Regions from separate parts of the Pan troglodytes genome. Here region 2 is linked to region 1. The links are chromatin contacts, called in public HiChIP or PLAC-seq maps. All regions are on one chromosome and are shown on one strand. The core of a region is the stretch at or near the end of the contact, and the rest is flanking DNA. Distances in the headings are between cores, read along the strand shown. Region 1 holds the start of NIPA2 (NIPA magnesium transporter 2). Region 2 holds the start of CYFIP1 (cytoplasmic FMR1 interacting protein 1).

The links. HiChIP or PLAC-seq counts read pairs in DNA pulled down with a chosen protein or histone mark.
Region 2: an H3K4me3 HiChIP or PLAC-seq map of stem cell-derived excitatory neurons shows a contact between it and region 1, with 4 times the contacts expected there. The contact joins the promoter of CYFIP1 here to the promoter of NIPA2 in region 1. A contact is called at or near these places in 1 of 7 Hi-C or Micro-C datasets (stem cell-derived neural progenitor cells) and 1 of 1 datasets of contacts at active chromatin or transcription factors (stem cell-derived excitatory neurons).

What each region holds. Positions count from the first base shown.
Region 1 is chr16:12,085,874-12,092,247 of NHGRI_mPanTro3-v2.0_pri, reverse strand. NIPA2 (NIPA magnesium transporter 2) reads right to left here and starts at 3,009. Exons shown (of 8, transcript XM_016927745.4): 1 at 1,797-3,009; 2 at 928-1,063.
Region 2 is chr16:12,228,139-12,234,512 of NHGRI_mPanTro3-v2.0_pri, reverse strand. CYFIP1 (cytoplasmic FMR1 interacting protein 1) reads left to right here and starts at 2,365. Exons shown (of 31, transcript XM_016927743.2): 1 at 2,365-2,475. The coding sequence starts at 2,380.

The DNA of each region.
Region 1 (6,374 bases), core at 1,760-4,259:
GAAACCTCCCAGGGGTAAAAAAGAGTCACATGCAGAGGACCACATAGAAAGGGACTTTACTTCTACACCCGGCTGCCCACATTACATTAACACTTTAGAGCTCTTAGGTCGGGCGCGGTGGCTCACGCCTGTAATCCCAGCAATTTGGGGGGTCGAGGAGGGCGGATCACCTGAGGTCAGGAGTTAGAGACCAGCCTGGCCAACAAGGTGAAACCCCCGTCTCTACTAAAAATACAAAAATTAGCTGGGCGTGGTCGCCGGCGCCTGTAATCCCAGCTACTCCGGAGGCTGAGGCAGGAGAACCGCTTGAACCCAGGAGGCGGAGGTTGCAGTGAGCAGAGATCGTGCCACTGCACTCCAGCCCGAGTGACAGAGCAAGATTCCATCTCAAAAAAAAAAAAAAAAAAAAAAACAAAAAAAAAAAAACAAAAAAACTATATATAGAGCTCTTAGTTTTCTACGAAATCTTTACTACCTGGTTTCCACTGCTATCTAAGTTAGCTTAGGCCCAGCTCGGTGGCTCACACCTGTAATCCCCGCACTTTGGAGGCCAAGGTGGTTGGATCGCTTAAGTCCAGGATTAGGAGACCAGCCGGTGTAACATGGTGAAACCCCGGTTCTAAAAAAAATACAAAAATTAGCCAGGCATGGTGCCGCACGTCTGTGGTCCCAGCTGCTGGGGAGGCTGAGGTGGGAGGAGCACTTGAGCCCGGGAGGCGGAAGTTGCAGTGAGCCCAGATTGCACCGTCTAGCCTGGGGACAGAGCAAGACCTTGGCTCAGAAAAATTAAATACATGTTAGATTTAATTTTTTCCAACCTCTCACTTGGCTAATAATTTTTCAAAGCAGTACTGTACTTATACAGAACCTAAATCTCCAACCCTAACTATGCAACAATATTAGTTATAAATTACAATTTTAACTTACATGTAAGTTTAATATGGTCTCTCTTATGAAAAAAAGGCTGGGAGAGGTTAGAGATGACTTATTCACTCTCATTTCCTCGTAAATACCACCCTTTATTCTCATTTAAAGTCTTAAACCCTGGCCGAGTAGCTCCAGCCTAGAAAGAAGAAAACACAGAAGTAGGCAAAAGACTTAAAGTTACTAAGTACGTTTTATAATTTGGTTACTAGCCTTCATACTCATTTTGCCAACCAATCAACATAAAACCTACTCAATCGAGCACAACTACTGCTTCGACAGGCAGCTTACTGGAATGGAAACTCTCGACTCTGATATTTCCTCTTACAAAAAAAAGTATTAACCGGGCACATGGCTATACACAGGATTTCTAGAAACAGAACTTAACATGCAGTCCTGTATTAAATGAACTAACAACCTAGAAAAGAAATTAAGGAGGCACAAACACCAAACTAAACACACAGTTTTGCGCAATTGTATAGAGAGGGAAATAGGATTCCGTGATTTTATAAAACGAAATTAAAACAGCCAGGCTCAAAACGTCACAGCAGACTTCTAAGGCTTGTTTAACTGTCAGTTAGGATCCCCGCAGCAGCTGAAGCCACCTTCTAAAACTCACCAAGACAAATGAAATTATTTTAATGAACTTAATGAACATGCGTCCCCGACATGGCCAACGAGCCAGGCTTCCGTGGGACTGAACGGCAATCCGATTCACGGTGGGTTTCCTCACTGAGGATTACAGGAAAACCGCTTCAGAACACCCGGAAAGGAAAGTTGCCCGAAGAACCCTTCTCCGACACAAGGCGGGCTGGCTCGCCACCAAGTCAGCCCCTTCGCGCTTGCCTGAAAGGAAGGAGTGGCGACCTCACCCTAGTCGGCCGGCCGGCCGCGCGGCTTCCCCTCGCCGGCGCAGCCTGGGGCACCGCGGCTCACACCCCCACACAGGCCGCCCAGTCCTGCGCTCGCACGGCCACCGCCTTCGTCGCCGTCCAGTGGGAGATGCGAGCATTCGGGGCTGAAGCCGTTCGCACCGCCTCCTCCATGGAAAAGCGCCGAGGAAAACCTGCCAAGGACAACCTCCGGCACCGCCGTCACCACCGCTGCCGGGACCTAGGGCCGGCGCCGGAAAACCTAGGCGCGGCTAAATGACGCAAGAGGCCTCGCGCGCACGCGCAGTGCCGCACCACATACACCCCGCCCCCGGGGCTCTCTCCCGCCGGGTTCCGGTTCCTTTACAAGGCCCCAGTCGGCTGAGCGCGGAGGGCGGGGCGCGTAGCGTGCGGGGACGGGGGCGGGGACGGGGGCGGGGACGGGGGCGGGGCGCAGGATCCAGGCGGGACCTGGCGAGGGACGAAGCTGGAAGGGTAGTTAAGCAGTACAGTATGCTGCCAGGTGGCGTTGGCCGATCAGTTCAAAATCAAACTCCGGCGTGGCCCTTATTTAAAACGAGGATTCCGGGCCCGGCGCTGTGGCTCACGCCTGTAATCCCAGCACTTTGGGAGACCAAGGCGGGCGGATCCCGAGGTCAGGAGATCGAGACCATCCTGGCTAACACGGTGAAACCCCGCCCCTACTAAAAATACAAAAAATTAGCCGGGCGTGGTGGCGGGTGCTTGTAGTCCCAGCTACTCGGGCCACTGAGGCAGGAGAAGGGCGCGAACCCGGGAGGCGGAGCTTGCAGTGAGCGGAGATCCCGCCACTGCACTCCAGCCTGGGCGACAGAGCGAGACTCCGTCTCAAAAAAAAATAGAATAAATGAGGGTTCCGGCCGGCCGCGGTGGCTCACACCTGTAATCACAGCACTTTGGGAGGCCGAGGCGGGCGGATCACGAGGTCAGGAGTTCGAGACCAACGTGACCAACATGGGGAAACCGCATCTCTACTAAAAATACAAAAATTAGCTGCACGTGTTGGTGCGCGCCTGTAATCTCAGCTACTCCAGAGGCTGAGGCAGGGGAATCGCTTGAACTCGGGAGGCGGAGGTTGCAGTGAGCCGAGATCAGCCACTGCACTCCACCTGGGCGACAGAGCGAGACTCCTTCTCAAAAATAAATAAATAAATAAAATAAAACGAGGGTTCCCAGGGGCAGTCACAGTGTGAAGCTGCATTTAATTGGTGTCCCCGGGCGATGCCAAAGGGGAACAGAGCTCCAAAGAGGGCAAGAGGCGGGGGAAAGGGTGGGTCCAAAGCTGGGGGCGGGACGGGGCGGGGCCGAAATAGCTGTGGTAGTTCGACGACCGCTGGGCCCTTCCTTACTGACCCGGTCGCGGAATAGATGTGAGGTTGACGTTGGTGAAAGCCCGCCTCGAGACACTGAGAGCAGATTGATTGAATGATTGATTTTGAGACAGAGTCTCGCTCTGTCGCCAGACTGGAGTGCAGCGGCACGATCTCGGCTCACTGCAAATTCCGCCTCCCCGGTTCAAGCGATTCTCCTGCCTCAGCCTCCCGAATAGCTGGGACTGTAGGCGCGCGCCACCACACCCGGCTAATTTTTTTTTTTTTTTTTTAAGACGGAGTCTTGCTTGTCACCCAGGCTGGAGCGCAGTGACACGATCTCGGCTCACTGCAACCTCTGCCTCCTGGGTTCAATGAAGCCATTCTCCTGCCTCAGCCTCCCCAGTAGCTGGGATTACAGGTGCACACCACCACGCCCAGCTAATTTTTGTATTTTTAGTAGAGATGGGGTTTCACCATGTTGGCCAGGCTGGTTTCGAACTCCTGACCTCGTGATCCGCCCGCCTCAGCCTCCCAAAGTGCTGGGATTACAGGTGTGAGCCACCACGCCCAGCCAATTTTTGCATTTTTAGTAGAGACAGGGTTTCACCATGTTGGCCAGGATGGTCTCGATCTCTTGACCTCGTGATTCACCTGCCTCAGCCTCCCAAAGCGCAGATTTATTTTTCATGAGATGTATAGGAAACTAACTGTTAGGCTATCCTGCCTTGGCTCCTCCTGGAAAGGAGAAATTCCTTGGGATCCACCAACGTGGTTTCTGCAAAAGTAGTCAAAGACAGAGCTCATTTGTAAGAAGCAAAGAGTAGCCAGCTAGAGTTAGATCTCCTAGTAAATCAATGATTCCTTGGTTGCAGGTGTAGAGTCCCTTAGGAATGTTGTTCCAGGTTGCGACTAGACACAAAAACACTGTTATATGAAATTCAAATCATGTGGGGTGAGGATCTTTATAAAATGAATTATGCACTTATTGAAACAAAACACCAAATATCATTTGTCCTTTTCAGGCTCTAATCCTATTGGACTGTTGTGTTCTAGACTGTATACACAGCCCCTGACCACTCTGGTTTTGGTTTAGGTCACTATGCAGCTTCTAATTTTAAAGCTTTTAATCTGCCGTGAGCCTAGCAATCATCTTAAAACTGGCTCAGAGGACCTATTACTTGCATCTCAGAACTGGCTCAGAGGATCTATTACTTTCTTTGGTCTCAGCCATGTTTTGGCTAGATGACACTCTCAGATAAGGAATTCCATTGAATATTGAAAGATGGTTGACAAGTTGGTCTCAGGTGATGTGGTAGATTGATGAAAAATGGCTCCAATTTCCCACACATTTTGCAGTGACTTTGCAGCTCCCCTCTATTTCCTGAATCTGTACTGGCCTTGGGCTTTGGCCAAGAACATGTGGCAGTTCCAGCCTAAATTATGATGCCTGGACTAGCCTGCTGGAGGAGGGGACCACATGGGGCAAGGCAAGCAGCAAATCCACCTAGGTAAATGCTGGCTGACTAACACTGAGACCAGCCACTGACCAAAACTGCCCCATTAACCCATAAACACATGAGGAAGGATAAATTACTATTGTCTGAGCCACTTATTTTGGGGTAGATTGGTATGTAGCAATAACTAACTGATACAGATGCCAACAAATACCTCTAGGACAGAGATCCCCAACCCCCTGGGTTGGGGACCCAGGAGTGCGAACCCTATTGTGAACTGTGCATGCGAGGGATCTAGGTTGCACGCTCCTTATGAGAATCTAAATAATGCCTGATGATCTGAGGTGGGACACTTTCACCCCGAAAACATCCTCCCCGCGCCCCCCTTCCCAACGTCTGTGGAAAAATTGTCTTCTATGAAATCAGTCCTTGGTACCAAAAGGGTTGGGGACTGCTGCTCTAGGAGGCAGATGAGTAATAAAGTAGTGGTTTGTTCATATGAACAGGAATGCTTAGGTGTCGGTATGTTAATTTAACCTAACGAACAAATTTGCTTGTCACTCCTTTCTGCCAGCTGGAGCTCCACCTCATCTAATCAGCTTTCTGTCATTATCTGGACCTCCCACCGGACACCTCCCCTGACACTGCACAGTGCATTGTCTTTATAAGTCTGTATATACCTTGCTAATATGCTGCAGGCTTCTTACATGCCCACATCACTTCTCCAGCCCGTGATGTTGTACATCTTGTATACTCTGAGTGTTCAAGCAGTTGTCATGAGATATTTTTAAAGTTTTAAAACTGTAACTCCTTCTCATACACTACTGGTGGAATTGTAAAATGGGACAATTTCCTTGGAAAATTGGTTGACAGTTTCTTAAAAAGTTAAACATACACCGACCAAATGACCTGGCAGTTCTACTCCTGAGTATTTACTCAACAGAAATGTATCCATAAAAATACTTGCAGGCCGGGTGCGGTGGCTCACACCTGTAATCCCAGCCCTTTGGGAGGCCGAGATGGGCGGATCACGAGGTTAGGAAATTGAGACCATCCCGGCTAACACCATGAAACCCCGTCTCTACTAAAAATACAAAAATTAGCCGGGTGTGGTGGTGGCGGCACCTATAGTACCAGCTACTCGGGAGGCTGAGACAGGAGAAGAGCGGGAACCCAGGAGGCGGAGCTTGCAGTGAGCTGAGATCGCACCATTGCACTCCAGCCTGGGGAACAAGAGCAAAACTCCTAAAAAAAAAGCCTCAAAAAAAAAAAAAAAAAAAAGGCGGGGGGATGAACTATTGATACATGCCTTAACATAGCTGAGTCTCAAAATAATTAGTAAGTGAAACAAGCAGACCAAAAAAACAATGTGTACTCAACGATCACATTTATATAAAAGCCTAGGAAATGGAAGCCCATGTATAGTTACAGAAAGCAGATGAATGGACCCCTAGGAGTAGAGGAGGCAAGGAGGGTGAAGGGATTACAGTGGGTCAAAAAGAAACTTTGGCGTGATGGGGATGTTCGGTGTTTTGTTTATGGCAATGTTTTCATCATAAGACACTTGTCAAAACTTACCAAATCACACATTTTATATATGTGCAGTTTATTATATGTCAATTATACCCCAATAAAGCTGTTGAAATCTTGTCATTGTTACAGAAGCACAGAAGCAAGAAGTCTGGCCTGTGCTTCTGTAACAATGACAAGACTTCAACAGCTTTAAAACAGTATTTTTAAAAATCATGTATTAGGAAATCAAATAGTTTTCT
Region 2 (6,374 bases), core at 1,116-3,615, 140 kb before region 1:
TATGGTATATTTTGTGAATGTTACGTGTTTATTTGAAAACTTTAATTCCTGTCAGTAACAGCTTGAAGTCTTCAGTACAAAGCGTCTGAACATCTTTCATTCCGTACAATGCATTCTGTATTCTGTTTTGTGGAGGTGCCATTTAGGTATAATAGGTTAATTACTTAAAAAAATTTTTGTATCTTTACTTCTTTTTGTGTCTGCCTGTCCTATCAATTACTAATAGAGAGAAGTTCAAATCTCTATGAGTGTGTATTCGCCTATTTCTTCTTTTGATTCTATCCATCTTTGTCTAAATATTTCAAAACTTATTTGATGTATATATGCACTAAAAGTTGTTATTTTTTCTTCCTTTTCTTTTGAGACGGAGTTTCACTCTTGTTGCCCAAGCTAGAGTGCAATGGCACGACCTTGGCTCACTGTAACCTCTGCCTCCCGGGTTCAAGTGATTCTCCTGCCTCAGCCTCCCAAGTAGCTGGGATTACTGCAACCTTCGCCTCCCAGGTTGAAGCGATTCTCCTGCCTCAACCTCCCGAGTAGCTGGGATTACAGGCATGTGCCACCAGACCTGGCTAATTTTTTGTATTTTTGGTAGAAACAGGGTATGTTAGCCAGGCTGGTCTCGAACTCCTGACCTCAGATGACCTGCCCGCCTCAGCCTCCCAAAGTGTTGGAATTACAGGCGTGAGCCACCATGCCCGGCCTATTTTTTCATACTTAATTGACCCATTTATTTTTATCAAATGTCCTTTTTATCACTGATAGTGCCCCTTGAGTTGAATTCTACTTTGATATTAATATAATCACTCCACCTTTCTGATTAGCATGTCCTTTTGCATCTTTTTAATTTCAGCCTCTTTGTGTCCTATATTTAAATTATGTCTTTTTTTTTTTTTTTTTTTTTTTTTGAGACCAGGTTTCACTCTTGTTGCTTAGGCTGGAGTTCAATGGCGCAATCTCAGCTCATTGCAACCTCTGCCTCCCAGGTTCAAGCGATTCTCCTGCCTCAGTCTCCTGAGTAGCTGGGATTATAGGCATGTGCCACCACACCCAGCTAATTTTGTATTTTTAGTAAAGACGGGGTTTTGCCATGTGGGTCAGGCTTGTCTTGAACTCCTGACCTCAGTTGATCCACCCGCGTTGGCCTCCGAAAGTGCTGGGATTACAGGCATGAGTCACTGTGCCCGGCCAAAATTATGTCTTCTTAAAACAGAATATATTTGGGTCTCGTTTTTAATCCAATGTGACAATTTCTGTGTTTTAATCCATTTACAGTTAGTAAACGGATTACATGTTTAGTCCATTTACATTCAATGTGATTACTAATGTGGTTGAAGTCTAACTGCTTGCTCTTTGTCTTTGCCTTATGTGCTTTTTGCTCCTTCCTGCTTTCTTTTGGATCAAGTATATTTTTGTATTCTATTTTATCTCTTTTCTTGGATTTTTAGCTGTATTATTTTTTATTAATTGCTCTAGGGATTACAATATTTTATTATTTTAAGACGGAGTCTTGCTCTGTCGCCCAGGCCGGAGTGCAGCGACACGATCTTGGCTCACTGCAACCTCCATTTCCTGGGTTCAAGCGATTCTCCTGCCTCGGCCTCCCGAGTAGCTGGGATTACAAGCGCACACCACCATGCCCGACTAATTTTTGTATTTTTAGTAGAGACGGGGTCTTCACCATGTTGGCCAGTGTGGTCTCGAACGCCTGACCTCAGGTGATCCGCCCGCCTCGGACTCCCAAAATGCTGCGATTACAGGCGTGAGCCACTGCGCTCGGCCGGGATTACAATATTTTAAATTATCACAGTATAACTTGAATTTGGGTTCTATCATGTCATCTACAATGTAAAAACCTTTGGAATCTAATTTTGAGACTCCACCCTAGGCACAGAAAAGGAGTAATCTGCGGATTTGAAAATGTGTGGACTGGGAACCAGAATGTTATCCAAAGCCCCTGTTTTGCAGGAATGTGAGAAAGTGATCTCCGAATATTGAGTCAACTGGTAGATTGTCTCAATCCGCTGGTCAGGATCCATTTGCTGCTTTTTGCCTTACCGCAGAGCACAAGCGGGGGTAACCAAACCTTCATAATCTAGAGACCAGACTAGAATATCTGATGCCCATCCTTACTGTTCTCCATAAGAACCAGGGGTCGCAGATGAATGGGGAGTGAGGTTGCTGCGGCTGAGCGGGGCGTTTAGGGCAGTTTTCCTAAACACGCCTGTGACCAGCTGACTCCACTCAGCGTTTCCTTGTGAGGTATGTTTCTTCACGGGCCTTTCAAGATTGTTTTTTGGCACGAGCTCAAATCAGGTTTTCTTCCGTCCGCCGTTCCCGCAGGTCTGCGCACGGATTTGTCCCTGGCTCCCGCAGGCAATGGGGCCGCAGGGGCCGGCCGGGGGGGTCCCCAGCGGGCTCTGCGCGCCGACCTGCAGCGGGGACCCGCGCCTGGAACCCTCCCGACGAGCGCAGGTGAGCGCCTCCTGCCAAGTGGGGCGGCGCCACACGGGCGCCCTGGGTGTCCCCCTGAGCTCCTTCCGCAGCTCAGGCCACCCCCCGCCCTGACCCGGTGGAGCCCCGGGACAGGGTGCGGACCCCGTTCCTTCGCGCTCCGAGCCGGACGGACCCGCAGGAGGACCCCACGCCCGCTCCGCCCCGACCCCGCCGTCCCGCGCAGGCTGCGGTGACCCAGGCCGGCAGGTAGCCAGGGGCTCTCTGCCTGGGAGGACACCTTCGGCGGCTGGCGTGGGGAAAGGGGCCGCCCGGCCGGGGACGCCCCGCCAGGAGGAGGGAGCGGCCGGGGCCGCGGCCGGGAGGGAGGAGCGCCGGGAGGAAGAGGCCGAGCCGGGAGAGCCCCCGCCCCGGGAGGAAGGGGAGGAGGCCGAGTGTTTCCTGGCGCATTCCCGGCCAGCCCGAGTGACTCACTCGGCCAAGGAAACTCCCAGGGCCCGCCCAGGACCCCCAAGCCGCCGCGGACGCAGGTGAGGAACCCCGCTCGCCCGCGCCTGCCCTGCGGCCTCCGCGGGGTCCGGGTCCCCCTCGGAACCTGGGCCGGCCAGGGCGGCGGCGGGGCCGGGACGGAGCCCCCTCCTCCCCGCCCAACCCCGGCGGCGCGGCCTCCCCGGCGGCGCGGCCTCCGGGATCGTCCTGGTCCCCGCGTCCCCCAGGTCCCGGCCCCGGGCTCCCGCGCCTCCCGGGCTCCAGGTCCCCGCACTCCCTGCACTGGCTTCCCGGGCCCTGCGCCCCCGGCCTTTCGGCCTCGGCCCCGAGCTCCCCGCCCCCGCGTTCACCGCCTCGCGCCCCCGGATCCCGGATTCCGCGCCCCGGCACGTGGCACAGCTCCAGTGGCGAAGGAATACCTTAGTGTTTGACGTTTTTGTTGGAAAGTAAGGAGCAGGCAGATTGTTAATGTTGCACTAAGGTCGCGCAGCAAGATCTGAACCCGTTGTTGTTTCGTGCCCCTGTGAGGACCGGAGGGAGCCTGGTCCGCGGAGCCATTCCGGGCATTCTTGGAGAGAGGAGTTTTGGGCTTTGTTAAGGAGGCGCGATCGTTACGGAGGCAGCACTGTTTCGCACAAGCATCTGAATTGTGTATTTTAAGGCTGAAATGCGTGAGCTTAATTTGCAGCACATTGTGGGTGTGACAAGAAGGGTGCAAGAATAATTGGGAAACGGGGTTGATGGAACGTATTTTAAGCTGAGAGGGGCGTCTGGACGGTGTCAGCTCCGCTATTAAGTCCAGTCAGGGAGCGGCTGCTGACTGAGCCCAGCGCCGCGTGGTCGCCGCTGGGGACTGAGGCTCGGGAGCGTTTGTTTTCTGGCGGCGGAGGGCACCGTGGCTGCGCCGGGAGCGGTGGTGTTTCTTGCAGTCGTCCGTCGGACTCCGGAATGAGGCGTGGTCGGAGCCGCGGTGATGCCTGGTGCAGTGCGCACATTGCTATGCTTGACAGCTTGGTGGCAGAGTCCCGGCCAGGCCGGGACCCGCGGGGGCCCCACGCATGCTGCCTTTTCCCTGCGGGTGGCCAGCGGTTTTCCAAGTGATGTCTAGATCTGCAGGCACGGAGCCTGGAAGAACGAGTCACGCTGTGAGTGGGCGCGGGCCGTAGCAGGTGTGCACTCGTAGGGCCAGTAGGGAGATAGTGCCGGTGCCCTCACTGCGACCGAGGCGCCCTGGAGTCGTGGCGGAGGACGGTTCCTGCGTTAAGACAGGTGTCTGTGCTGCGCTCAGAGAAAATGTACCCCCTAAGTTTGTGTGTGTGTTTAAATTTATTTTAAACTTTTAGTAAGATTCACTTTTTGGTGTTCAGTTCAGTGAGCTGTAGCAGGTGCGTGGACTGTAGTGACTTCCACCGCAGTCAGGATACTCAGGAAGGCAGCCTCTCTCCTCCCCGCTCTTGCAGCCGCCTGTCTGTTCCTCAGTCCTCCTGCTTTGCCCATTCCAGAATGTCACATGTGGGCTTGGAGTCTGGCTTGTTTCGCTTAGCATAAGGCGTTGGAGATTCAGCTATGCTCTGGTTTGTCCCTGAAGAGTAAAGATACAAGGGTCTGAAAAGTGTGGCTCTCGGATACAGCCTGAGAGAGAGACTAAAATGATAAAGTGATGAGAAAAATTACAAAACTATAGTTCATTAAAAACATTAAACAGTATAGAACCGTGTATACTAAAAGTGAAATTCCCTCGGTACTTCTAAGTAGTATAATAGTCTTTTCTGTGCATAAGCAATTTTTTAAATAACATAGTGAGATCATATTGCATATATTAGCGTCATACATTTTTCACTTAATGATGTTTGGTTACTTAAAGATCTTAGCAATCTTTACATGTTGATATATATAGTATATACACACAGATTTCCCTCAATCTTTTAAATAACCGTATAGTATTCCTTTTTTTTTTTTTTTTTTGTGACAGAGTCTTACTCTGTGGCCCAGACTGGAGTGCAGTGGTGCAAACTCGGCTTGCCACAACCTATGCCTCCTGGGTTCAGGTGGTTCTCCCACCTCAGCCCCCTGAGTAGCTGGGATTACAGGCACGCACCACCACACCCGGCTAATTTTTGTCTTTTTAGTAGAGACGGGGTTTTGCTATGTTGCCCAGGCTGGTCTTGAACTCCTGACCTCAAGTGATCTGCCCGCCTCAGCCTCCCAAAGTGCTGGTATTACAGGCATGAGCCACTGTGCCCGGCCAAATCACTATAGTATTCTGTAGTGTGGATGTTTCATAATTTTATCAGCCTCCTGTTGATTGACATTATAGTTATTTACTGTTTTTCACCACTACAGTCAATGCTTGTGTCTGTATCTTTGTGCACATACTCAAGTTTATAATGCTAAAGGTGACTTTGGGTTTAAATAATAGCTAACATCTCCCTCCCTCCTTTCTTTTTTTTTATTTTATGTTATTTTATTTTATTTTATTTTTTGTGAGACAGGGTTTTGCTCTTGTTGCCCAGGCTGGAGTGCAATGGTGTGATCTCGGCTCACTGCAACTTCCACCTCCTGGGTTCAAGCAATTCTCCTGCCCCAGCCTTCCGAGTAGCTGGGATTACAGGCGCCTGCCACCACACCCAGCTAATTTTTGTATTTTTAGTAGAGACAGGGTTTTGCCATGTTGGCCAGGCTGGTCTCAAACTCCTGACCTCAGGTGATCCACCCACCTCGGCCTCCCAACGTGCTGGGATTACAGGCGTGAACCACCGTGCCCAGCCAAAACATATTTTATAGCGTGAAGTTTTAACTAACATGTCCAAGCTATTCTCATTGTTTTTCCTATTAAAATTTAGCCAACCCTTAGAGGCCATTCATAAAGCATGGATTAATTACACTGACATAATTTAAAAACCTTATTTTAGCCAGTGCAATAATATCAGACAAAGAAAGAAAAGGCATACAAATTGGAAAGGGAAAATTGTCCCTATTTGCTGACAACATGATTATCTACATAGAAAATCCAGGGAATCTATGAAAAAGCTACTAGAACTAATTAATGAGGTTAGCAAGGTCACAAGATACAAAGTCAACACACAGAAGGCGACCTTATTTTTCTTTTTCTTTTTTTTTTTTTTTTTTTGAGACAGAGTTTCATTCTTGTTGCCCAGGCTAGAGTGCAATGGTGCGATCTCGGCCCACCGCAACCTCTGCCTCCCGGGTTCAAGCAATTCTCCTGCCTCAGCCTCCCGAGTAGCTGGGATTACAGGCATGTGCCACCATGTCTGGCTAATTTTGTGTTTTTAGTAGAGATGGGGTTTCTCCGTGTTGGTCAGGCTGGTCTGGAACTCCCAACCTCAGGTGATCCGCCTGCCTCAGCCTCCCAAAGTGCTAGGATTATAGGCGTGAGCCACCGTGCCCGGCCTGGCGACCTTATTTCTGCA